Regions from separate parts of the Mus musculus genome. Here region 2 is linked to region 1. A link is a contact called in public HiChIP or PLAC-seq data. All regions are on one chromosome and are shown on one strand. Each heading gives the region's core, a stretch centred on a gene start, on an enhancer-like site or on the middle of the called end of the contact. The rest is flanking DNA. Distances are from core to core; before and after follow the strand shown. Region 1 overlaps Gm15290 (predicted gene 15290). Region 2 has its middle 59 kb from the start of Gm15322.

Evidence for each region. HiChIP or PLAC-seq counts read pairs in DNA pulled down with a chosen protein or histone mark.
Region 2: an H3K27ac HiChIP or PLAC-seq map of embryonic stem cells shows a contact between it and region 1, with 5 read pairs. The contact joins two enhancer-like sites. A contact is called at or near these places in 1 of 115 datasets of contacts at active chromatin or transcription factors (embryonic stem cells) and 1 of 9 other capture datasets (embryonic stem cells).

Annotation. Positions count from the first base shown.
Region 1 is chr13:111,530,666-111,535,539 of GRCm38.p6, forward strand. The region is part of intron 1 of Gm15290 (predicted gene 15290); the gene reads right to left. Among named protein-coding and RNA genes, the nearest start is that of Gm15290, 17 kb to the right of the region's middle. Within about 2 kb of position 1,701, at least 16 of the 459 cell types and tissues checked have an H3K27ac peak or open chromatin away from gene starts, as enhancers often do. A contact at or near this core is called in embryonic stem cells, where this site is marked.
Region 2 is chr13:111,933,878-111,938,503 of GRCm38.p6, forward strand. No RefSeq gene overlaps it. Among named protein-coding and RNA genes, the nearest start is that of Gm15322, 59 kb to the right of the region's middle. Within about 2 kb of position 2,249, at least 164 of the 459 cell types and tissues checked have an H3K27ac peak or open chromatin away from gene starts, as enhancers often do. A contact at or near this core is called in embryonic stem cells, where this site is marked.

The sequences.
Region 1 (4,874 bases), core at 451-2,950:
CACAGTATAATCATGTCCACACCCTTTTTTTTTCTGAAATGTTCATAATTTTATTTTTCTTTAAGGCTGAATGAAATTCTGTTGTGCCTAGGCATCGTGTTTTCATTATCCTCTCGTCTCTTCTGGGCATTTAGATTAATTACATTTCCTTATTATTGTAAATAGAGAGGCATGAACATGAACATCCAACAAGGGCATCTCCATGGTAGATATACAGTCCTTTGAGCATATGCCCAGGAGTGGTATAACTAGTTTCCTTCCTTCCTTCCTTCCTTCCTTCCTTCCTTCCTTCCTTCCTTCCTCCTTCCTCCTTCCTTCCTTATTTCTTTTCTTTTTTCAAAACAAGGCTGTATATCCCTGGCTGTCCTAGAACTCGCTCTGTAGACCAGGCTGTCCGATTCCTGGAGCTTGGCTTACAGGGGGTTGACATGGATACTAGGAATTGAACCCCACTCCTCTGTAAGAGCAGCAAATGCTCTTAGCTGCCGAGCCATCTCTCCAACCCCTATACAAGTTGTTTGAGATATTTATTAATGATTAAAGTCAGAGATAACCCTGTCTCTGCTTCCCGAGTGCTGGGATCCAAGGCGTGTGCCACCGCTGCCTAGCTTGCAATCCCCTATCTGCTCCCCACCTCCCCCTGCTCCCCAACCCACCCACTCCCACTTCCTGGCCCTGGCATTCCCCTACACTGGGGCGTAGAACCTTCACAGGACCAAGGGCCTCTCCTCCCATTGATGACTGACTAGGCCATCCTCTGCTACATATACAGCAGCTAGAGCCATGAGTCCCACCATGTCTACTCTTTGGTTGGTTGGTGGTTTAGTCCCTGGGAGCTCTGGGGGTACTGGTTAGTTCATATTGTTGTTCCTCCTATGGGGCTGCAAACCCCTTCAGCTCCTTGGGTACTTTTTCTAGTTCCTTCATTGGGGACCCTGTCCTCTGTCCAATGGATGGCTGGGAGCATCCAATTGAGATATTTATTAATGATTAAGGAAGGAGTGCAGTATATATGGGACATATTTTTCTTAATCTTTCTTTTTTTCTCTTTTGTGGTTTTGAGACAGTATTATATGTAATAGCAGTAAAGGTTTACTGAGGAAGAGCTCCTCTGATCAAGAGAATACAGTCCCTGACCTGGCTGATGCTAGGTCCAAAGAGGTCTCCCAAATGGCAGTGCTGGTGACAATGTCTAAAACAGGACTTTGGCTTGGTAAACAGAAGGATTGTTGTTGTGTAAAGGCCTAAGGTGGGTTTCTGTTTGCCAGGAGCCTTCCTTAATCCAAACTCAAAGGTCATCCACATTGAGCAAGGGAACCTTGTCTCCAGGTCAGTTCACAAAGCTTGAGTCAGCTCAAAGGCCTTCGTCCTGTTGACTGTCATAGAGCCCACCCCTTGCTTTTCTGCCATTTTGATCTTCTCTCTGCCTACCTCTGTAGCTTTGGCAGTTTGACCCTCAATAAAATAAACCCTTTATTGTATTCATGGAGTGGTCCAGTTTGTGGTTTCTCTGTGCCCTTGCTTATAGCTGGGTATATCGTCTAGTTAGACAGGTCAATACCCTGGCTAAGGAACCCCCATTCTCCCCACCTGCCCCGCCCACCTTCAAATTCCTGCTCGCCTGCTCGCCTGCTCGCCTTAAGCCACCTTAACCAGAAAGGAGCAACAATTAGCCCCGTGATGGGATCACCTGCTTTTCTGTCCCGTGATCCTCACGTGCCGCCAGCAAAGCTCTATTAGTCCTACCCGCCTTTCTAGTTCCTGACTTAGAAGGGACAATTTCTGCTCCTTTCTCTCGTCTTTCCAATGCTGGCCACACCCCAGTGTGCTTTTTCTGGGCCTTTCCACTCCCTCTCTATTGCTCCCCTACGCTGTGTGGTTGCTTGTGGGCCTGGTGGCTGACCTCCACGCCAGCTTAACTAGGACAGTGTGGCCTTTTCTCCTTGTCCTTCGCATCTCCCTCCTCCGGACAGCTGCTAGGATGGAAAGCTTGCCTGTCCCGGCATTTCTCTAATAAGATTGTCCTTGAGGTTTCTTCTGTGTCTGTTATTGTTTTATTGATAATACTAAGGACAGGCATGTAGATGCATGCCTTATTCTCACCACTGGGTGGCAGAGGCAGGGGGATCTCTGGTTTTGAGGCCATAGTGGTTTGTTTACATAGCAAGTTCCAGGACAGCCAAGGCTAAATAGAGGGACCCTGTCTCAAAACAAAGCAAAACAAACAAACAAACAAACAAACAAACCCTTCTTCTCTTTACCCCCATCTTCCCAACATGCCACGTTTTTCTTATTTTCTTTCTTTCTTTCTTTCTTTCTTTTTTTTGGGGGGTGAGGTGGGTGGGTGGGTGTCTTGGTGGCGAAGATTGAAGTGAAGGCCTTGAGATCCTGGGCTCGCTGTCTTCATCTCCCTAGTGCCAAACTCAGCTCATTTAATTTCTTCACATTTTTAGAAAAGGCAATTTAACAGACATCGAGGAACAATGTTATCTGTTCTCTGGTTGCCGCTGCTGCTGCTGCTCAGTGGGCTTTGTTTCTGTTTTTATGATAAGGTTTCTTCTTCCCAGGCTGCTCTTCATTTGACTTTGTATCCTAGCCTGGCCTCAAATCCTTAGCCTCCTACTTCAGCCGAGGCTGTCCTGGGTTTACCGATGTGTACTCCACTATCTGCTTTCATTGAATCCACTTTGAGTTTTGTTATCTGAAAGGCCTTAGCATTGCTTCCTCCCTCAAGCCTTCCTGATGGATAAAAATAGCTACATTATGAGATTAAAAAAAAAAAACAAAAACCCGAAACAGAACAAAACAAAACCCCTTGTAATCCCAGCCCACACCCCACACCAGCCCCCCAAGAGTCTGAGATTGAAGGATTGAAAGACCCACAACGTGAGGACTCCCCCACCTTCTGACTCAGGAGAGGTGACACACCAAAATCACCCACAAGAAACGGTCTTGCTGCAAACTGCAAGAGGATTTTTATTCAAGAGTGCTCTAGGGCCCACGGTCATACACCACGCAGGGGTAGAGGACCGTGGCGCCCCGAGTAGCTGGATAAGGGGGTATTTAAAGGAAGAAAGCACAACTCAAGGAGGTGGGAAGGGCGTTGTTGGAAAATACCAAAAATACCAGTTAAGAGTCACAAGGAAGTACAAAGTCACAGGTGTCACAAGGAATACCTGGTAATTGTGAGGGTTATTTCTCAAGACAGTTTCTAAGAGCCCCTAACAATAGCACATTTGCATAGCGGGTTCCAGCAATGGTCAGGGTGGGTCAGGGTGACTTTCTTTGAATGAATACTCCTTGAACCCAGGAAGTGGGTGGGTGGGGGGATGTCACTATCTGTTTTATGATTAGCATACCTTGGAGCATTGAGCCACAAAGATCACATTCCCAAGCCTGGGCCCAAAGGCCTAGAATTTTGTTTTTACTACTCTTTCAGGATCAAGAGTTTGAGGTTACAGACCAGAGACCCTGTCTCCAAACACAGACAGACAACACTACAGATGTAAAACAATAGAGTAATAGGGTAAAATAACTCTGCCTGGATCCCATCGCTTCAGAATAAAGTGAAAAGCAGCCCCTCTCACTACCTCACTTGGACTTGAACTCAGGGGTGGCTGCTGGTCCACAGGAAAGGGTGACTTGGGGACCTAACCCCAGAAGAGGGCAGTCAAGAGCTGCCTGAACTGTAGAGCCCTCGGTGGTCAAGCGTGCTCATGGGAGGGTTCCTTGCCCATTAGAAGAGTCCCAGAGAGACCAATTTGGAGTTTGAAGAAGTCACACTTGGCTAGAAGAGGAGTGGAAGTTAGTGGAAGTTAGGCAGCCACCGGCTAATGTGGGGAGTGAGCGACGAAGGAGAGGCTTCATCTCCAAAACCATTGTTGAGTGCCCAGTGCACATGCACTCGTGTGTGTGTGTGTGTGTGTGTGTGTGTGTGAGAGAGAGAGAGAGAGAGAGAGAGAGAGAGAGAGAGAGAGAGAGAGAAGACAACATACAGGAAAAGTGACTCAGCAGTTAAGAGGCTGATCTTCCAGAGGACCAGGGTTCAACCCTCAGCATCCAAAGGGTGGCTTACAACTGTCTGTAACTCCAGTACCAGGGGAGTCAATGCCCTATTCTGGCCCCTGCAAATATCAGGCAAGCAAGTAGCACACAGACATACATGCAGGCAAAACACTCACGTGAAATAAATAAAAAGTTTTTTTTTTTTTTTAAAAAAAGAAAGAAGGGAAGAGAGAGAGGGAGAGGGAGAGGGAGAGGGAGAATATCTGTAAATCCAGTTTCAGGATCCAAAACCTTCTTCTGGCTCCCATGCAAGTGCTGCACAGGCATGCATGCAGGCAAAACACACATACACGTAAAATAGAATAAAATTAAAACTAAGAGGAAAACCCCCAGGGCAGCAAGCCGTAAATCTCAGCAGCTGCTTAAAGGAGGAACATGGAAGTAAAGGAGGAACATGGAAGTAAGAAAAAGATGCCATTTGAGTTAAGCAGGAATGGAGGGCAGCCACATGGAGCGAAAGCCGCCCTATGGTGGGGAGGGGCGCCTTAGGAAAAGAGGAAAGAAGCAGAGGCATTGGGAAAGCACAACTAAGCTCTGGCCAGAGCCCACTAGAGAAAGACAAAGGAGAAGAAATAGAAAAGGGGGCTATTTTCCAAGTCAGGACCGAGACAAACACACACACATACACACAGGGTAGGAGTGGTTGGAGAGGTTGTAGTAGGGGCTGGGAATTCTGGGAGATAATTTTCTTGCTAGAAGGCTAATGGATTCTCCCATCTCTGTAGCATAGCTTAAGGGGGACCTGACTCTCTGGGAGGTATCCTATGGCACAGGTGATTAACTTGCCAAATGGGGCTCTTTCTTTCTTT
Region 2 (4,626 bases), core at 999-3,498, 400 kb after region 1:
AGCCCTTTGATTAGCTGGTTACTCAAAAGGGCTGCTCGTGCCTGTCTCTTAGCTGTGTGCCTTGGGTGGTCGTACAGGTGCAGAACTAGAGAAAATAGAAGGACTGGGTTTGAGATGTCCTGATAAAAGCCTTCACGAAAGGGACTTATATGTTAATATTTAACAAATGTGCATGGGCACTGGGCTGAAGTGGGAGCAGCTTTCTGGAAAGATGTTTATCAAATGTTTATTAAACCTACACGCCTTTCTGGTGTGTGTGTGTGTGTGTGTGTGTGTGTGTGTGTGTGTGTGTGTGTGTGTGATTCCTCAGGACCCATCCAGTCTAGTTTTTGAGATACAGTCTCTCACTGGGACCTGGGGCTTGACAATTAGGCCAGGCTGGATGGACAGTAGACCCCAAGGATCTGTCTCTCAGCCTTTGAAGTACTGGGAGTGCCAAGTGCACATCACCACCCTCAGTGATTTTTTCACTTTTCTGTAAGCTCTGATGATCATACTTAGGCCTGCATGCTTGTAGAACTAGCACTTTTCACCTCAAAGTCATAGCCTTTAAAATGGGCCTAAAAACCCCTCCAAACACACACACACACACGCACGCACGCACGCACGCACACAGACAATCACGTCAAAACAAAAGAGGTGGGAATTTCTCTGGAAAGAATGGCTGAAATTGGGGCAGAAGGACCCCCACAACGACATAGAGCTTACTAACGTTAGCTGCACATGTGCAGACCCAGTGTGAATCTTTTTCCAAAGCACATTGTGTTTACCAATGAAGCATGCATGCATTTTCATGCTTAGGTTTTAAAGAAAGATAAGCAAATTGGGAGAGAACCAAGAATGTGTTTGAGATCTTAAGAAGAAGTGATCACACACACAAAACAAATCAATAATTTAGGGATATATCTATTGGGCTAATTGAGAAGCAAGTATAGGAAAATATATGCTTGTAATCTGTCCTTGGGTAGTCGATATACTAACTCTTAGAGTGGTTATAAAAATATACACTCTGATTACATTTGGAATTAAATTTAAAATGTCTTTACTGGGTTGTGTCAATTGAAATTATATCAAAACCCTGTCTCGAAAAAAAAAAAAAAAAAAAGAAAGAAAGAAAGAAAGAAAGAAAGAAAGAAAGAAATAAATTATATCAAAAATGTTGGCAACCAGAGAGCAGAGGCAGAGAGGCTCAAGGGCGAGTTCTGGCTGCAGAGAACTTGTTTTTACCCTTGAGGGCTGGGCATAGAGTGATTAATCATCATAGGATATCAGATATATCCCCTGTCTCATTCAATAAGAAAGAGGCCAATAGTCGAGAAAGAGATGGGGTGGAGAAAGGGTGGTATGGATGGATCAGGAACTTATTATTGCGTATGTTTCCTCAGTGTTTTGTCAAGAGCACCCAGTGCTCACCAATTCTACAGTCTACTCTTCTGACTCCATTGCACCGTTCAATCCATCTGAAGAATAGTAGTCTATGAGTTTTGACATAGATTGTGTGACACAAACACACCCAGGTACAATGTATACTGTCAACTATGCCTTTTCCTAAGTAATTCCTGCTCCTACCACACTCTCAGAGGCAATCTACAGCTATTCCTGTGAGAGTGGGTAAGCATGTTTGTGTCTTACCATTGGTTAATTTTGCCTGTCTAGGCATTTCATGTTATAATCATAAAACATGCACTCTCCTGTAGAAAAAGTTCCCTTCACTTGGCTTAGTATTTTTGAGATGTCTGATTTTGAAAAGTTGAAAAAATATCCCTTAGTCTTTGGCGATTCTTGGGTTAGCATCAGGAATGCTGGGTAATGGTGGCGCGCCTTTAAACCCAGCACTCAGGGGGCAGAGGCAGGTGGATCTCTGAGTTCAAAGTCAGCCTGGTCTACAGAGTGAGTTCCAGGACAGTCAGGGCAATACAGAACCCTGTCTCCAAAATCCAAAAATCAATCAGTCAGTCAGTCAGTCAGTCAGTCAGTCAGTCTGCCTGCCTCCTGCCTGCCTACCTGCCTATCTATTTTTTTTTTTAAACTGAAGTGGTGAGGGTAATGGGGAGAGGAGAGGAAGTGGATCCTAAGTATAGAAACTCGGGCCTCTTAATTTTCTGATGCAAAACTGAGGACTGGTTCTTGTCAAGGTCATGCAGGTTGAGCTGAAACTGGAACCCAGATCTCCTGACCCACTCTTGGAACAGTGAGCCAGGCAGCTGAGCGAGGTGGTTGTTTTGAGCCGATGCCATGTGAGACTAGAGAGTTTCGACAGAGCTTTGCTTAGAGGATGTGAAACTACACTAACCTCATGTGACAAGAGAACCTTGGAGGCCTTGGTGTGGGGCCAGGAGAGGAAGTCTGCATGGCTTCTGGTTACCAACTCCACCTCTGAACCCACTGGCCTGGGGTGACTTATGGCGAACCTTCTCATTTGCAATAAAACCAGACATGGGGCAGGGAAAGCTTTTCTACGGCAGCGTGCAGAAGGCAGGGCACTGCTAAAAAAAGGTAGGTGGGCGTGGCCTCTAAAAGGCACCTTCAGCCACATGCGTGCTCCTCCCAGAGCAGGGGGATCTGGAGCTGCAAACAAATCCCTAGGGAGGGAGAGATGCTGTGGTTACAGACACAGCCTTTGTGTCTTGTATGCATGTTCCAATTCAGCCCCAGATGACAATGACCTGGTAGTTCCTGCCTGCCAGCTGTTGGCTGGCCTCTGTGAAAGTCCCCAATGTTTGGGCCAATGCCTCGTGGGCAGGTATCCATATCATGAGGCCAACTGGCACTGTTGGCACCTTTGTTGGTCAAATGAGCACAGTGACTTGGGACAGAGGTGGCTGATCCACCCTCCCTACCAGCTGGCTGGTGGGAGCCTGTGGGCAGGTGCCCTGGGGAGAAAAGGGTTCCAGTTGCCATGGTAACTGTTCAAAAAAGGAGGTTCCCTCCTCAAGGCCAGTTTGGTGTCTTTTCTGCAGGGGAAGAAATGGATCTGTGGCAGCCAGGCCGGCCGTGTATATCAATTCGTGCCTCATCTGTTTGGAATCTTTACTTCTAATTGGACCTATTATTAGTGTCTGGGAGAGAATCTGAGGGCTGGTGGATCTGTTGAGAGATGTCATTATAGCAAAGACTAGGTCACCAGAGAAGTCCCAGAAGAATCATTCCCGTGTATACCAAGCAGAGCTGGACAAAGAATTCCAAAGGCTTTTTTTTTTTTTTTTTTTTTTTTTAAAGGCAGACTTGCAGGTTGGACGAGTTCTCTGGGCTATTCCGGGATATGGAGATTAGCACTGACTGAGGCCTTCACCCTAGATGTCCTTTGGCCAAACTGTCCTGGGCACAGGGGTGAAGGGACCCTGGTCAGCTTGCTGGGCCTGGCTAGTTTCCCACAGTGAATGCATTGTAAAGAACCAAGCATTCTCGTCGATGCTGTCTCTTCTGTAAAGGTTTCACGTATGCCTTTACCTTGGACGGACGTTTCTGGCTTTGATCAGAAAGTCCAACTCCTTCATCTTACTACTTCTGCATCTCGCTTCTGATGAAAGCCATCCTCACGCAGGTCACTGGGTTGAGGGTCAGTGATTTTTCCCACTCAGCCTTTCTTCTGTGTGTTGGTATAAAGATCCTCTGTTCCAGGCTTTGAGATGATTGGGAGAAATACTAGCACTGTGTGAGTGCAGGAGCTTCTGAGCCCCTTCCTGGGGCAGGGCGTGGATTGTGCTCTGTTCTGCCTACTGATAGCTAGTCAGAATCATTTAGATGGGCTGGTAGGTACCTAGGATTAGGAAATATGACTTATTCTGGCTAAACCTGAACACCTTGCCTGCAAGTGTGGCCGTGGTGGACACAGCCATCAATTGTCTAACGTAGCAAGTGAGACTAGAACAGATCTTCCTGCTGCTGCTTGCCAGCTGGTTCTGGTTCTGGAGACCGAATTACACACACACACACACACACACACACACACACACACACACACACACACACACAGTTCTCACTATATTTTCCCAGTAACGGATTGAACTTGCAAAGTGTTGTCCTGTGTCCTACTGCTAAGCAAATATTTAGAATTTGTCTTCTGAGCTGGGACACTGGGGATGCAGAGAGAGACGGGGCATCATCATCTGCTATCCCAGAGGCCCTCACAAGGGAGAGACGGCAAGGAAAAGGTCCTCACAACTGTCCCGAGTTCCTTCAATGATGGACAATGATATAGAAGCACGAGTTGAATAAACCCTTTTATCCCCAAGTTGCTTTTGGTCATGGTATTCCATCAAAGCAACAGAAACCCTAACTAACACACTTTCCTGGCATGCTCGAGGCCACAGGATCTATCTCCAGCACAGACTGCATAGAGCAGCCATGGTGGCACACAACCATAATCCCAATACATGCAAGATAGAAACAGGATGATCAGAAGAAGTTCCAGGTCATGGCAAGTTCACAAAGCAAGTTCAAGGCTGGGCTACATGAAACTCTACCTCAGAAAACATGAACAGAGCAAAGAACTGAATGCCACCACATCATGAAGAAAAACTGTGATTTCTAAAAAAAAATAATTCTAGTAATTTTGTACATTTATCCTATTAATTTGTTTTTGCTTGCCCCAAATTTTAACTCATTGCTGAAAGACCTGATTAT